Regions from separate parts of the Mus musculus genome. Here regions 1 and 2 are each linked to region 3. Evidence: chromatin contacts called from public HiChIP or PLAC-seq and Micro-C data. All regions are on one chromosome and are shown on one strand. The core of a region is the stretch at or near the end of the contact, and the rest is flanking DNA. Distances in the headings are between cores, read along the strand shown. Region 1 holds the start of Ctcf (CCCTC-binding factor). Region 2 holds the start of Acd (adrenocortical dysplasia). Region 3 holds the start of Tppp3 (tubulin polymerization-promoting protein family member 3).

Region 1 (3,040 bases), core at 337-2,836, 170 kb after region 3:
CCGCCCAAAGGGAGACAGAACAAAACTCCCCCCTGACCTCACATCCTTCTGCACCTATTCCCCAATGTCTGCTCTACCCACAGCAGAACTCAGGCTGCCTTCATGCACTGTCTCTATTTCCTTACTCTCCTGTTTACTTTTTAACCCATTCTACTCAGGTTAACCTCTTCAGTTAATCCATATGAGTCAAGCTAAAGTCACCATGATCTTTCCCAGCTATCTCCAAGGTAATAAACTCAATAGCTAAGCCTCTGGCTGAACTGTACCGGAACTCTCAGCATCTGAAAACCAGAAACCTCTCTTCCTGCCTCAAACTTACTTCTGGTCTTGGATTCTACAATCCAACAGTCTAGACTTGTCTTTCTGTTTACTTCCTTGTCTATTATCCTCTTTCTAATCTTGGACTTTCTCTTCTATCTTTCCTCTAAGTCCAGTCATGGAGGGAAGCTCCACAACAGTGGGTGAATGGACTCAAGATGTTTAAACACATTTGCCTTAGTTACTGACATCTGAACAGTGGGATCTTACATGCTTCTAACTTTCCGATTCTTTTGGGGGGAATAAACAATATCTATTGATAATGGACCAGCATACCCACAACACAGCCCAGATGTATATGAATAGGGCAGAAGCTTGCTGCCAGGTGCATTTGTTATCCAAACAGCTAAAGCAAGAGAACTGGGACTACAATCCCGAGTCACATTCCAAGGCTATGGGGGGCGGGGAGAGAAGATGATTAGAACACCTGCCAATAGGGTCTTCCCGGGAAAGGGAAGGGATTAAGTACCACCGACTGGGAACCGAAATAAAAAGAACAGTCTTAAAAACTTAGACGTTCACGGTGCCAAATACAGCTAAACACGACTGCTGTGGTGTGGTCTGCTATATCTCCGGACTGAGGTGACTCTGTCCCGATTCTCTTAATTTCACATTCGGTTTTCTAAGGCCCTTTTCTTGGGAGGAAGACTACTAAGATCCCCGGGCGAAGCCCCTAGCAGTCGATCTTGAGCACTGGGCAAGTGTCGGAGAAGTGAGAGAGTGCGGGAACTCACTGCATTTGACTCGGCGGCGGGACAGGGTGCAGAGCTAACCCCGGGTGGGAGGAGACCGGGCAGGGTAGAACCCTGGCGCTTCCTCAACCCCCACGGCCCCAGCCCCGCGCGCTTACTTCAGCTCCCCGTCGTCCTCCCGCCCTTCGCAGCTTGGAGGGAAAATGAGCGAGCTAAGGAAATCAGGGCAACTAGGCGGAGACCCGATCGCCCAGAAGCCGCCAGCCTCCGCCCAGGGAAGCCCCACCCCAATGGGAACCAGGCCGCCTCCGCGCCGCCGGCAGAGCCCACGCGCGACCCGGCGAGGGCGCGGGAGGGCGCGTGCGGCGTGACGCCGCGCCTCGCGGCGCATCCCCGTGACGCCATCGCGCCGGCTTTTGAAAGTTGGCGCCCGGGGCCGCCTCCCATGCTGCCCTGCGCCAACCCCTCCCCTCACCTTTCCTCCCCCGCCCTCGTCGCCGCCGGCCGGCCCCCCCCACCCGACTCTTCCCTTATCAGCACCCGCGGCCCCGGCAGCGCCGACGCAGGCGCACTGCACCGCGCCGCCGCCATTTTGTGTCCGAGCCTGTGGAGCGATTAAACCGTGCGCGGAGCTGCTTCTTTGGCGGCAGCGGCGACCAGCAGCAGCCGGTGCGGGCGCGCGGAGCCGGCCGGGGACGCCAGGTGGCCGGAGCGGTGGAGCGGCGGCGGAGCGGGCGCCGCGGGGGGTGTGGCGCGAAGGTAAAGGGGGCCCGGGGTGGAGGAGGTTTCGCGGGCCGCCTCTAGGTGTCACGATGGGGCCGCTCCGGTCGGCGCTGGCTGCAGCCCGGCGCCAGCGCCAGCGCCGCCGCCGGGGGGTGTTTGTCTCCCTCTACCGTCCCTGCTGCGGCGCGGCCGCCGCCATTGCCCGGCGCCGCCGCCAGGGCCTGGCCAACCCCCTCCACGCCCGCCCGCCCGCCCGCTAAGCTTCCCTCCTCCCAACATGGTAGGCCTCTGGCGGCGGTGGCGACAGAGGCCTGCGCGCTCGGCGACTCCATTTTCCTTCCTTTGTCTCTACCCTCGAGGCCGGCTTTTGGCCCGGCTGATCTTCGGGCCACGGCCCGCCCTCTGCCCCTCCCGCGACGGATACCCCTTACCGAGTCTGGACCCTCTGAGGCTCGGTTGCCGCCGCTTGCTTCGCCTAGGGGTTCTGAACCCTCGGCCGGCCGCTTAGCCAGGTCCCGGAACCGTGTGGGTGTCGGGTCCCGACCGACGCGCCTCAGACTCCCCATCTTCAAGTCCAGCCGGTCCCGGAACCTACCCGATCTCCCTGCGTTGCTTCTCCAGCAGCTGGGGTGCTCTCTAGTCTCTCGTAGTCCGATCGTCCCCGCTGCCGGTCTCCGTCGCCGCCGAGTGTCGCAGGCGGCGCTGCTGTGGCTGCGAGCAGAGGGGACCCCTGAGCTGCCGAGAGCTCCCTCTGCAAGGCTGGCTGAGCTGCTCGCGCCTCGACGCCGCCCGAGCGGGCGGGGGAACGCGCGCTCGCCGCCCCCGCCGGGCCCCGCTGCGCCCCCAAACTCACGCCAGGGCATCGCGCGGGACCCGACCGGTGCGGCCCCCAATGGTGCGCGGAAAAAGACACGAATTCCTGCACCAAAGTAGTTTTTCTCCAGCTGTATTCGCACTCTTTCAGCCCCTTGAAACGATAGCAGTCAGACTTGGTGCGCTCAGAAATCTCAAAAGGGACTGAAACTTAATTTCACTCTCATCTCAAGTGATGTGATAAACTCATAAATTCGGGAGCATGGGCTGGTTGCGATGGTACAGGCGACGCTGGAGTTTGCCTCCTATTTAAAATGTCCTGACGCTAACTTTGCACTCCACTTAGGACCTGATGCTCTAGGGCTAGGCTAAGACAGTTCAGCCCCTCTCTAGAGATCGTGCAAACCGATCTAATGCGCCAATAGGGTAGAATGAACTTATTCATGACTGGACTGGTAATTTGACTGTTGGATGAAATGTGAGGGTTGATGTTG
Region 2 (3,098 bases), core at 363-2,862, 230 kb after region 3:
GGGGTGGTTGTACAAGGACCTTTCAGCACCAGGCAGCTCTTAGCTAGACACACTAGGGCTCCCCGATGATCCTGGTCCTCCCTCACCTCATCCAGAAGCTGGGACAGGGTTAGGCCTGGGGCCAGCATTTTAGCCGAAGGATTGAAGTTGCAACAAGAAGGAAGGGTAAGTGAGAGATTTCAGTGACTTACTGAGGAACCACAGAGGGAGTTAGGTAGGGTTACCGGGGAAACCCCTACCAGTACCTGCACTGGAAGAAGCAGACTCTGAGAGGTGGTCCCTAGAGAAACAGTGAAGACTTCTCAGGGACAGCTCTGATGCCAATCTACCCAGCTCTGCCACCCGTGACCATACCGCGCACAGCCTCAGGGCCCAACCCCAAACTTACTCAAGACACTCATTGAGTTTTCTCTGCACATCTGAATCCTGATTGCTGGGAGAAAGAGGAGGGTGGTAGGTGATCAGGGTTATTGATGCCCATCCCTCTCACCTGAAGATCTATGCCAAGTGCGCGTGAAGAGACAAAAGGTGGAAGCTTCATTTAACTGTTTTGTTTTGGGGAGAGGAATATGGAGAGATTTAGACTGAAGCCCTCAGGACTTCAGCCATGCGAAGCCTGTAGTCTGCCACTGAGCTACATCCCCTTCCCTTAAAGGGACCACTTACCAACCAGTCACCTGTATCCGGGGCTGCTCCGTGGGCAGCAGGTTAAAGCGATCCACCTGGAGGTAGAACTCCGCAGGCTGGAGGAGTTGGGGAGTGGTGTCTCAGGAGTGGTGACAAAGAGCTAGGTACAGTAACCAACCCGCCCAAGTGAGCCTTACCACTCACCGCATGGTCCTGAGCCACCTGAACGCGGAGCCCGCAGGCCTGCAGTAGCAGGAGCCGGCCCTCGGTCCCGCGGAATCCGAGCTCCTTCTCCTCCCTGCGGCGAGCACAGCCCTCATTGTCCAGAGCACAGGCACAAACCCCCATACGCCTGGGGAATGAGCTTTCCCCACTTCTCCAGTACCCGCCCACTTCAGGTTCAATGCCCCACTAGCCAGCTGGCCTCCCACCTTCCGCTGACAAGTAGCACTTCTCTTACCAGTCGGAGGTGTCGATGGCGTTGCGCGTCACCACGCATCGGACACTGTGGGTTCCGTCTGACACAAGTAACACGGCCCCGGTGTCAGGTGTGTCAGGGGCGGAAGAAGGGCCGGGAGTCTCCGAGTCCTGGAGTACCTAACACAACAGTAGTGGCTAGTGTCAATTCACTCCCGCCTTCTCTACCCGGGTCTCTGGGATCTGAGCGACCTGCTTACCTTGAGCAGCTGCCCGGTTCGTGGACTTGACAGTGTTTCTGAACCTAGGATCAGCTCTCGAATCCAGGGCTGTAGGGCCAGCAACCCTGAATCGGACATTAGCAGGGCGGCACCCTGGGCGACCCCCAGGAAAGGGTCTTCCCGCGAGCACCGCCGCTCCGCCTCTAGCGGGAGAGGAAGCACGTGACCGCCAGGCGGATCCTAAGTTTGAGACTCCGCCCCCCTCGCGGTTCTGCGCCTGCGCAAGCTCTTCCCGGGTCCTGCTGACTGACCTAGCTGCTGGCTGATGACAGTTTATTCTTACCGGGGCATCTCTCTGAGCCCGTGAGCTGTTCCTCAGTACAACTCTAGAGCCGGAAAGGAAAAGGCAAGGACTAGATTGGATGAGAGCGATCCAGGTTAGGAGGCTGCAGCAGAGAATGGGGCCTGAAGCCACTTTGGCTCTGTGTAAGACCTCCAGAATTTTCCTAAAATGTTGCCGTAGTTTCCTTTACAAAATGAAAATGACAGCACGGACAACTTAATAAATGTTTGTTCCCTCATTCTGCCTTCGGATTGGTCGAGTCCTTTTTGGGACGCTCGAACCATAGCGTAATGACGTAAGAACAGAGAAAGCCCTCTCTGCCTCCGTCTCCGTTTCCTAGGAAACGTAGACTCCACGTTTCTCGGTGTCGCGTCCCCCTTGACGTCATGGTTTGGGTGGGAGGGCGGGGCGAGTGCTACCGCCAGGGGCGGGGCGGCTCGGGCCAGCGGGCCGGGCTGTGCACCTGCGCCTCGGCGGGCTGCTGTGGGGCACTGTCCCCCGCCCGCCAGGCCCTGCAATGGCCAGGCCGCAGAGGACTCCGGCGCGCAGTCCCGATAGCATCGTCGAGGTGAAGAGCAAAGTAAGGGCTTCTCTGGTCTCGGCTCTAGCCACTGCGCTAGGGCTCCTAATTCCCTTTCTCTCCCTTATTAGTTCCTTGGCTCTCCATCACCTCTTTCTGTCCTCCATCCTCCGTCCTATTCTGCTTTTCTGTCTGCCTCCCCTCATCGCATCCTCCCTCCCACTACGGACTTCCAGAGTCCCTCTGTGGCCTGGGTATGTGGAGAGCAAGGGAAAGACCTTGGACAGTGTCCCTTGTACTGGAGCTGAGGTTTAAGCCTAAGGCTGCAGCTGTTCCAGCAACCTTTCCCTCTCCTGACAGCCTCAGTGCTGTGGTGAGAAAGGGGCTTGGGATGTCCTGACACTCCGTTCCCTTTCCCTCCCGCCTCCAGTTTGACGCCGAGTTCCGACGCTTTGCACTACCCCGCACTTCGGTGAGAGGCTTTCAGGAGTTCTCGCGATTGCTGTGTGTGGTACACCAGATCCCTGGCCTGGACGTCCTGCTTGGCTATACGGATGCTCACGGTGACTTGCTGCCCCTCACCAACGATGACAGTTTGCACCGGGCCCTGGCCAGCGGGCCCCCACCTCTGCGCCTCTTGGTTCAGAAACGGGGTGAGGATGGGGTACAGTGGGCAGCTTTCTTGGGTTAGGGTGATAGGACAGGTATATCAGGGTAGATCATACCCAGGGCCCCCAGGCTTTATGTTCTGTAGCCTCTGCCCTTGGTCTGACCTCCAAGTAGCAGGAAAACAGTTGACATTGTCCCTATCACAGGCCCAATTGGGAGAAGTCTCTAATCTTAGTCCCCCCCCCTCTCCTGCAGCAGAAGGTGACTCGAGTGGCCTGGCTTTTGCCTCCAACTCTCTACAAAGGCGCAAGAAAGGGCTCCTGCTACGACCAGTGGCACCTCTGCGCACCAGGCCACCCTT
Region 3 (3,157 bases), core at 410-2,909:
GGCCATGATCTTGGTGCCTCAATCCTTCACTGAGGCACAATCCCGTTGTCTACACTTCAGCCCTCCACTAAGGTCTTCTTTTCACTGAGCGTGACCACGCCTGTCCACGTTCCCATAGCTCAGATGCACTGAGCCCTGGCCCTCCACACCCTCTGCCTCGTACCCACTAACCATACCCACAGCCTTGCACCGAGGCTTCCTCCACCCACACCCAAAGCCTTGAATTTGACCCTTTTTCCTTTTCCATCCCCACACAGACATTAAGACCCCTGCAATGAAACTCCTCCCCAGCATGCCCACAGCCCTGCAGTCAAGTGCATGTCCTACTACAGACCCCTGACCACACCCTCCTCAGAGCTCCATTGCAGATCTCTGACCACACCCTCAGCCCCACCCTGAAAGTCCCTCTCCAAATCAAACCCTGTGTACACTGCATCCATTTTGCATCCTTTTAACTCACATCCTGAAGACCCCAACCACAGTCACTAGCTGGACTCTGCACCCTTACAAAGGCCCCCTGGCCATACCCTTGGAGCATTCCCGTTCATCCATATAGCTACAGCTTCTGACACAGCCCTGCCTTGAAATCTCCCAGTCTATGCAGTAACACTTCCATACTTCCATGCAAAGCATTGAACACCCACCACCACACACGCGCAGAGTTCCCTGACCACACCCTCAGCACTCTCTCTTTACTCATATGCTAAAGCTATTGACACAGACCTGACCTAAAGCCCCTCAGAGTCTAACCAGCACTGGCATCGCCAGGCATCATGTTAAGACATACCACCATCACCACACCCACTGCAGCCTCCTGTTCTCAGCCACCATCTTTACCTTGCCTCTTAGGGGAAAAAAAAAAAAGTGTCCAATGACCACAACCTGGCCCCCGAACAACTTCCTCTTCTTCCATTACTAGTTGGTCCACACTGAAAGGCCTTTTCTGGTGACCACACCTACTCATCCATAAGTTGCAATTTTTAAGACTCAGAAACCCAGAGATTGCACTCTGCAGGGACCTCTGTGGGTCTGTAAATGGGGTCCGCCACACCCTTTGCCTCTCCCAAAGATGTCAACCCGCCCGGGGACCCAAAGCCCTGTACTTGAACACCACAGGTAAATGTGTCCAGGGGAGTTTGGGGTGCTACATGATGCTCTTCTCAAGGAAATGGGAGGATCCTGAGGCTACTGCTCACTCCTGTCTATGGGAAGATGAATTTGGGGGCTGTTGATGTGGAACAGAATCACAGCAGCTGCTCTGGGGTCCTCAGACCCTGGGCACAGTGTTCATGCCTCTGAACTGAATCCGCTCGTCAGCTCCTGCTGGGACAGCTGCAGTCATCAATCAGCCTGGCAAGAAGGTGGGGGCAGGAGTGTGTGTGGAACCCTTGGGGCCAGGGCCGGGGTGTTCAGCTGATAGGCTCAGCTCAGTACCATCTGAGGTTGGTTCAGGCTGCTCCCACCCACCCCTCCTTTTGGGGGATACGAATTAGGGTGGTCGATGTTCAGTCTCCTACCGGCTTCTACCGCTTGGCTGCTCCTGAGCGTGCCTTCGGACAGGACCCAGGAACTGATGCTGGAGACCAGGAGGCTCCACAGCTCCGCTCCCTGCCGGCTCCCGGGCGGGACTGCAGCCCGGGCGGCTCCGTAGTATTATCCCCTGTTTCTCGGTCACCATAGAGACAGTGAGTCCCACCCCCTAGGCTGTCTCGGCGGGAGAGTGACCAAGGTCACGCTAGCTCCTCCCACCAGACCCCGCCCTATGTGCTCTGTGGGCGCTGGGCCCGCAGAATTGCAGCGACAGCCTTATCCTGCTCCTCCCCTTCAACCGCGGTCCTCAAGCGGTCAGAGCTGCCCTCTGCAGTCCTGGATGTCCTAAGATAGGAACTCCCATGGCCAATGGGAAAACAGCCCCCCCCCAAATTCCATTGTCCCCAACCCTCAAGGGACTGCTGAAAGAATCCACCTGAGATTGTCTAGGAGCTGAACTGAAGAAGGGGATCCCGCCCCTCATTGACAAGGATCTACAGCTGGCTCCAAGACCACAGCTGCCGCTAACCCTGTGGCATTCACTCATTCCTAGGTTCTCAGCAGGCCACATTCTGAAGCACTAGAAGACTGAGACAATCAGTGGATCACGCATTCTTACCCACCCCACCCCCCCAAATGCTGGGTACTTTTGTGGCAGCAATTCCTAAATTTCGGAGAATGGCTGCCTCCTCCCATTCTCGTCTCCCCGCCTCACAGCTTCTTGTTCCAATGCGCCTCCCTAGCCTGCTTCCTCTTCAGTTTCCAACTGCAAATACTAAATAAAAAACTAAATAAAAATACTAAATATTAATTGATTAATTAATTAATTAATAAACCTTGCTGGGTGGGTGTGGTAGCACAAGCCTGCAATCTGGGGATTCGGGAGACTGAAGCAGTAGATTCAAATTTTCGAGGCTACCCTGGGAAATGGGAGAAGGGACAGAGGAGAGTGGTAGTTCTTGAACAAGACCCCATGTTTTTGATTCCCAACACTTAAAAGAAAAACCCTGTCCAGAGACCTTTCCTAACCCGCCCCTCTTTCTCTGCCCCAAGCTAGCAATGGTGGTCCTGCTTCTGTGAGATCCATGGATTTTTCCACTATGAAAATAAGCATTAAGTCCGCAAAAGCATTAAAAAAAAAAAAAAGTTTATTGGGGCATCAGGGCTGGTGGAGCGGATATTGCTGAGTCTTGGGTAAGGAAGGCCGATCCTGTCGACCTTGAGGTCCCTAAAGTGCACTCGTTACGCGAATGTGGGGTGTTGCATAGAGTCAAGGCCCTCCTGCCTCTAGTCCTTAGCCTTAGTGGGCTAAGGCAGGCCGTCGCCGCCTCCAGGTGTTCCGGGCTCGCCACTGCTCGGGCTCACAAAAACAGCAGGCGAACGTGCCTGTAGAGCCAGCCCAGACTCTCGACCCCTGGCTCCTGGGGCACCCAGTGCGGCACTGCCCAGGCGCGTCTGGGCCACTGGAATCTCTTCCATGGACTCAGCTGATGCCGAGTAGTAGGCGCCTGCAGAGCCACCAGCATGCACTGGGCTGGCACTGGTGGAATCAGATGAAGAGCTGGAGCGGCGGCTAGGAGTCCCAGTCTCTGCGCACAGAGGGGGACTTAGATTGAGATAAGGGCTG

What was found. A called contact is a pair of places that touch in the nucleus more often than the background predicts. HiChIP or PLAC-seq counts read pairs in DNA pulled down with a chosen protein or histone mark.
Region 1: a contact with region 3 is called in a Micro-C map of embryonic stem cells, with 1.9 times the contacts expected there. The contact joins the promoter of Ctcf here to the promoter of Tppp3 in region 3. A contact is called at or near these places in 2 of 39 promoter capture datasets (cranial neural crest and hippocampal neurons), 4 of 484 Hi-C or Micro-C datasets (embryonic stem cells and nephron progenitors), 4 of 115 datasets of contacts at active chromatin or transcription factors (embryonic stem cells, pancreatic cancer cells and trophoblast stem cells) and 1 of 9 other capture datasets (adipose tissue).
Region 2: a contact with region 3 is called in an H3K27ac HiChIP or PLAC-seq map of trophoblast stem cells, with 19 read pairs. The contact joins the promoter of Acd here to the promoter of Tppp3 in region 3. A contact is called at or near these places in 7 of 39 promoter capture datasets (the C10 cell line, the SN4741 cell line, embryonic stem cells and 3 more), 3 of 484 Hi-C or Micro-C datasets (embryonic stem cells and urothelial organoids), 6 of 115 datasets of contacts at active chromatin or transcription factors (embryonic stem cells, epiblast stem cells, extraembryonic endoderm stem cells and 1 more) and 2 of 9 other capture datasets (adipose tissue and pancreatic islet).

The regions. Positions count from the first base shown.
Region 1 is chr8:105,634,952-105,637,991 of GRCm38.p6, forward strand. It overlaps Ctcf (CCCTC-binding factor), which reads left to right and starts at 1,587. Exons shown (of 12, transcript NM_181322.3): 1 at 1,587-1,769. Gm5914 (predicted gene 5914) reads right to left here and starts at 2,523. Exons shown (of 2, transcript NR_151742.1): 1 at 2,329-2,523.
Region 2 is chr8:105,699,616-105,702,713 of GRCm38.p6, forward strand. It overlaps Acd (adrenocortical dysplasia), which reads right to left and starts at 1,613. Exons shown (of 11, transcript NM_001012638.2): 1 at 1,305-1,613; 2 at 1,088-1,224; 3 at 832-925; 4 at 667-743; 5 at 389-433; 6 at 246-280; 7 at 1-115. The coding sequence starts at 1,403. It overlaps Pard6a (par-6 family cell polarity regulator alpha), which reads left to right and starts at 2,032. Exons shown (of 3, transcript NM_019695.3): 1 at 2,032-2,188; 2 at 2,559-2,781; 3 at 2,993-3,098. The coding sequence starts at 2,126.
Region 3 is chr8:105,469,763-105,472,919 of GRCm38.p6, forward strand. It overlaps Tppp3 (tubulin polymerization-promoting protein family member 3), which reads right to left and starts at 1,660. Exons shown (of 4, transcript NM_026481.3): 1 at 1,518-1,660. It overlaps Zdhhc1 (zinc finger, DHHC domain containing 1), which reads right to left. Exons shown (of 14, transcript NM_175160.5): 14 at 2,661-3,119. The coding sequence ends at 2,839.